Linked DNA regions of Mus musculus: region 1 is linked to region 2. Evidence: chromatin contacts called from public HiChIP or PLAC-seq data. All regions are on one chromosome and are shown on one strand. The core of a region is the stretch at or near the end of the contact, and the rest is flanking DNA. Distances in the headings are between cores, read along the strand shown.

Evidence for each region. HiChIP or PLAC-seq counts read pairs in DNA pulled down with a chosen protein or histone mark.
Region 1: an H3K4me3 HiChIP or PLAC-seq map of embryonic limb bud shows a contact between it and region 2, with 2.2 times the contacts expected there. The contact joins the enhancer-like site here to the promoter of Rhpn1 in region 2. A contact is called at or near these places in 6 of 39 promoter capture datasets (3T3-L1-derived adipocytes, the C10 cell line, the HPC-7 cell line and 4 more), 1 of 15 datasets of contacts at CTCF or cohesin (the NIH/3T3 cell line), 24 of 484 Hi-C or Micro-C datasets (the 63-12 cell line, B cells, CD4 T cells and 12 more), 9 of 115 datasets of contacts at active chromatin or transcription factors (embryonic basal ganglia, embryonic limb bud, embryonic stem cells and 5 more) and 4 of 9 other capture datasets (adipose tissue, embryonic stem cells, liver and 1 more).

What each region holds. Positions count from the first base shown.
Region 1 is chr15:75,817,389-75,820,088 of GRCm38.p6, forward strand. The region is part of intron 3 of Zc3h3 (zinc finger CCCH type containing 3); the gene reads right to left. Among named protein-coding and RNA genes, the nearest start is that of Zc3h3, 23 kb to the right of the region's middle. Within about 2 kb of position 1,378, at least 26 of the 459 cell types and tissues checked have an H3K27ac peak or open chromatin away from gene starts, as enhancers often do. A contact at or near this core is called in cerebral cortex, embryonic fibroblasts and embryonic limb bud, where this site is marked.
Region 2 is chr15:75,702,782-75,705,582 of GRCm38.p6, forward strand. It overlaps Rhpn1 (rhophilin, Rho GTPase binding protein 1), which reads left to right and starts at 1,507. Exons shown (of 15, transcript NM_001163465.1): 1 at 1,507-1,693. The coding sequence starts at 1,613.

The DNA.
Region 1 (2,700 bases), core at 128-2,627, 110 kb after region 2:
AGAGAAAGCTACCATCAGGATGTAAAGTAAATTAAAAAAAAAAATGCAGCCAGGCTTGGCTGTTTCAGTGTATGGCTTCTGCTTCTAGAGAGCTGAGGCATGTCACCAGGTCCCATTCACTCTACCCAGTAATAATTCCCTCCACTGGACCATGGGTGCATAAAGCTATCACGGCTTCCTCTCCCTCCTCCTCCCAGCTATCAGTTCACACCTCTATATACCCAAACAACATAAGGGCCAGTCCTTGGCAGAGTCCCAAGAGTGTCCATTGGATCCTGACCCTACCTGACCTACTAGAAGTATAAACGTGTCTGCTGGTCCTTCACACCTAGCTAGGAAGTTCTAACGGCTTTTCTTTTTCAGACACCAAGGATGGAATATGTGTTGTCTCTAGCCCTCAGTCACGGCAGCCAGGCAGACAGCAGCAAGGCCCCTCAGAGTACAAGAAATAATCAGTGCTGATGAGCACCGCATCCCAGTCTGCTCATGCATGACACTGGCCTCCCAGCTGGGGGCACTGGCAGGCTGCGGGGACCAATGGCTGTGAGAGGAAGCAAAATCAAAGCAGCAAAAGCTAAAGGTCTGACCCTGCCCCATGGCTTCCCAGGTGCCCTAGAACCTCAACTATCTAGGGAGGCAAAAGTCAGATGGTCAGACATCCCTGTCATTAGAAGGAGAAAGTTCACTGCCTCTCACACTCTCACATAAAACAATGTAATTCATATGGTAGAACTGAAGGTCATGTCAGCCCCTCAAAATACTGATAAGATGACAGCAAGACTTAAAGGAACTAAGAGCAGCCTGCCTATACTACCTAGCACAGGGGCTCAGGCCATGGGTCTAGCTCTGGCCATGGGGGCACCGGGCTAAGCAGCCTTTATAGAGTTTCTAAAAGACGCATAGGGCTCAACTCCTACTCTCACCAGCCTGACAGTAATTACAGGCACTGCATCCTCACCATGATTACTGCTAGAATCATGGCTGCCCACCTGAACTTGGTCTCCTTTATCTGTTCACACCTCTACCTATGCCCATGTCATCATCTATGCCCACAGACTACAGGCAGATTGCTGCCTGCCTGCACATAGGTGTAATGACAACCTGAACTAGCCCCAGAGACTGCTCATACTTAGTGCTCCAACACCTGACCAGGTTCAGCCCAGGTCTTTAACGCAAAGAACTCCACCCACCCGCTCTCACCCACAAGGACACAGCCCAGAATACAGCTGTATTATCACAACAAAATTCCTGCCCTTCCAACCGCCCTCCTTTGAGAAAGAATCGTTCGTGTGCTTCCAGAGCCTGCCCGTCTGTTTTTCTAAATAAGGCAGGATGGCAGCTAAGGCAGGAAGCGACTGGTGAACCCTCCCCGCCGGCACGCTAGCACGGCAGGAGCTGCCAGGGACCATGCTCTAACAAGCTTCAGATGTGGGATGGCTGGAATCACAGCGTATGAATTTTTATGAGTCTAATAAATCACTCTACTTTTCCTGTGCTTGATAGTTTCCAGCAAATCAAAAGGGAAAAGACATGCCACGAGCAGCCGGGCCCTCGGGTCTGCTGGTGGGCACAGGCAGCATAACGGGGCACCTCGGCTCTGTTCTCTAAGGACGAGGCCAGTATGGCCAGAAGGCCCCTTTGGAACAGCAGCAAAGCATCATGAAGGTGGAAGTTCCTTAGCTCTAGAAAGACACTGCCAGAATTCCAAAATGGTACAAAAACATGCCTCAAGTTCTTGCCAGCAGAGGACTGTAGTCATACGGGCAGCGGCAGAAACAGGTCTTATAGTTCCCAGCTTCACAAGGACAGTGACACATATGTACACACACATACCTATGTTCACCTAACACAGAAAAAAGCAGGAAGAGCCAGCCCTATGAGAGGAAGAGGCTCCTGGCTGTCAAGTCCCAGACCCAGCTCAGGTTCCTGACTGAAGCCATTCTGTCTCCTCCAGTATACATGGCCAAGTGACTGTCCACATCTCCTAGCCCACAGCTGGCTTGTCATCAGCCTTCATTGCAGCACCATGGAAACAAGGAATCCATCTTTGACAAACATTTACAGATTATCAAATCACAACAGCAGCCCCAGACAGAGCCATAAGTCACCCTAAGCAGCCATTCGCACTGCAGTCTGAGGAGTTTGGGCAGCTCGGTGATGATAAATAACTGCTGTCATCCACCCTGTCCCCCTGTGCAAGATCCGTGTTCTCTGTTGTTCCACACTACCTGGTGTTTAATGACAACACTGTCAGCCCAACACTCAGCCACCAAAGCTGCTGCCGCCTCAGACTGTCAGAGCCCTATTAGAGGGAAGATTGAGACCCTACTCTTCCTAAAGTCACTCAAGCAACACAAGCTGCTAGTTCCTGTAATTATTGTGCGCTAGCCATCGATCGTGCACGACACCTGACCCGCCTGTATGAAATGGGAGTAGTTTGCTGTGTGACAGTCGCTATAGATTATGGGGGTAGATCTCCCCTCCCCTTCTAACCATCACTCTACCCGACCTTAAAGGCTGGTGAAAGAAGGAGGAAAGATAGTGCCACCCACCATCAGAGAGCTGCCACCCACAGAGTGGAGGTGGGCCTGCCCAGACTTCAGGGGGCCGCTCAAGTAGCCAGCCCCTAACTGGCTTGCAGCTGCACCCAGTCAACTTCAGATCCCAGACGACTAGAAGATAGCCTGTTCCACTTCAATA
Region 2 (2,801 bases), core at 257-2,756:
CTAACGCAAGGCCAAAGTTAGGTTTCCAGCTCCTACATTCAATAGTTCACAACTACCTGTAGTCTCTTGTTCCTGGGGTTCAAGTACCCTTTTCTGGACTCTGCAGGCACAGTGCTCATCTGCAGAAACACACACACACACACACATTAAAATAAATCTTTAAGAGAAACAGTTGCTTTAGTCAGGCATGCTTTGCTGGGTGGATGTCAGTCTAAGCACACAGGATTCTGAAGACACAGAAGTCTGAATTCAGGGGTGCCTATGCAGGAGGGTGACAGCTGTGCTAGGTGACAGCACATGTGGTCTCTGTTTAGTTCTAAGGTGATGACCACACCTAGGCAGCATAAGAGCCCGGAGATGGAGGAGGCTGCTCATGAGGATGTCAGTGGAGGAAGAAGTGAAATTAGGTGACACTCCACAGGAAGATACTAGAGGAAAGAAAAGGAAAGAAAGGAGGGGAGGGGAGGGGAGGGGAGGGGAGGGGAGGGGAGGGGAGGGGAGGGGAGGGGAGGGGAGGGGAGGGGAGGGGAGGGGAGGGGAGGGGACAATGCTGCCCTGGGATCAAAAATGCCAGGAAGTTTGGAGAGGCTAGCGGGGCAGATGAGAGAAGCATTTCTGGCGGGGGCCCACTGTCCAGGGACATCCAAGAGCTTAGCCGAGCAAATTTAGATCTGGGGATGACAGAGCCAGGTGTGTGTGAGGGGGATGGGGCGTAGAGACTGAGTCGCTGACTCAGTCAGGGCAAGCAGTGACCAGGGTGGCGGGCAGCGTGGAGGAGGCTGACCTTTGGAGCAGCTTGACAAAGGGCTAGCCACTCATTTCTAGGCTGTGTTCTCAGCTCATCTAGTGTGAGCCAGCCCACATGAATTTGAGAAGTGCTTCGGAGTAAGCCCTGCAAGGAGCTCGAGTTCTGGAAAAAGTCCAATTCTTAAAACCAATTCGGGTTCTGGAAGGCGATCCGGTTCTGGAAGCACAAGGAGGTCAAGGAGAATGTAGGCTCTGGAAACAAAATGCATAACCAGGTCCCGGAGGCGAGGTTTCTGGGGGCGGTTCTGGAAGCAAGGGGACCGCAGCGGCGCTTTGCCTCTTAGTGCCGGGAAGAAAGCAGGCATTGTTTTAGAATCAGCACAAGCACTTGTCTCTAACAAACCGTTTAAAAAACCCCATTGTAAACATTTTTGGAGCAATCCTGGAGGGTCCCGTTGCCGGGGTGACGAGATAAAGCCTTGAAGTCCCTGCAGAGGCTGCAGCGGCTCTTGGTCGCCGCCCCCAGTTCTGCTTGTCTTTTCCTAACTTTCTCCGCACGCCTAACACCTAGCGTTGCGCATGCGTACCCTGATCGGCGAGCGGCCCTGGTTGCTAAGAGTTACCAGATCCCTTACCTGGAGCCCGCCTTTCTCTCACTCTGGTTGGTAGTAGTTTCTATCCATCGGAGTAGCCCTCACCTCTGATTGGACAACATCAAGTTTTGCAGGCGGGGCCCGCGCTCTGCCGCACCGGTCAGTCGGACCCTCCAGGAGGGGGACAGTCGGAGCAGCGCGGCTGATCCTCCCTGGAGCGCGAGGGGCCTGCTGCTCGCAGCCTCTCGGAGTCAGCGTCCGAGCGAGCAGCGATGATCCTTGAGGAGAGGCCAGATGGCCAGGGCACTGGCGAGGAAAGCTCTCGGCCGCAGGACGACGGCAGCATCCGCAAGGTGGGGGCTGAGCAGGGATATGGGTCTTCAGCCTCCTGCCCCGCGCTGTGCAGTGCGGCCTTCCCGGCCTTTCCTTCCTGGGACCCGCTCCCCTGAATGCCAGGTGGGGATACTGAGGTCCCAAGGAGAGACCAGAGCCGGTGTTCCAGCCCGATGGGAGTAACACTGGAGCAGTCACGGTCTAGATGGTTCCCCTGAAGCTAGAGAACCCCTTGGGTCTCAGAACCAAGAAGTTGGTTCTGATGGGTGACAACCCCCACTCCCTCACCTCCACAAGCAAGCACGTGTTTTTTTCTGACGTCTAGAAAGCCTCCTTCTCTAACAGTGTCTTCTGCGTGCCCCGCTGTAGGAGTCAGTGTCCATTAGTGGTTAGATTGTGACAGCAGACAGCAAAAACCTTCGGAACTTCACGGGGAAGCCTGACTACTTTTCCCCAACATACATCCCCTCCAAAGCTCCTGAGTCTGGAGATGAGGGTGCCTGGGCTTCCAGGAACACAGGGGTGAAGTGGAAACTAGTTTGCTCTTTGCCTAAGGGATATTATGTTAACCTTCTCTGCTTCTCCGGTCTGGGTATTTCCTAGGGGTCAGTGAGTGTTTGGGTTTCTTAGTATGTGTGTAGGCTCTGGGGTACTCCTGCCCATCCCCAGGGGCTGCTAAGCAGAAGCTGCTGTCACAACACTCCCGGGTGTTCCCATGGCTCTTTGCCCACCTTCCTTCCTGGTGTCAGATTGTACTTTGTTGCTGGCTGATTCTATCCAGTGTGTGTGTGTGTGTGTGTGTGTATCAGGTCTCCTGGAGGAGAGGGAGGAGAGGGAGAGGAAGAGGAAGAGAGGAAGGCACTGGGACTTGGACAGAACCCTCAAGGGCTCCATCCTAACCAGGCATGCCTGATACCACAGTGACTAGCTCAAACTGGGGAGGGGTTAGATTGGAGAGAGGGAAGGAGGGAGGGAGGGAGACGGAGTCAGCCTGCAACATGTTCTCCAGGAACTCTTCTTCCTAGGGTGGCCATGCCTTTCAGGTGCCCTGTGGAGGAAGTGCATGTTGCATTGGTCAGCCTCCCTGTGGATAGTGTGGGACTCCCCCACCCTGAGCTGACTCAGTAA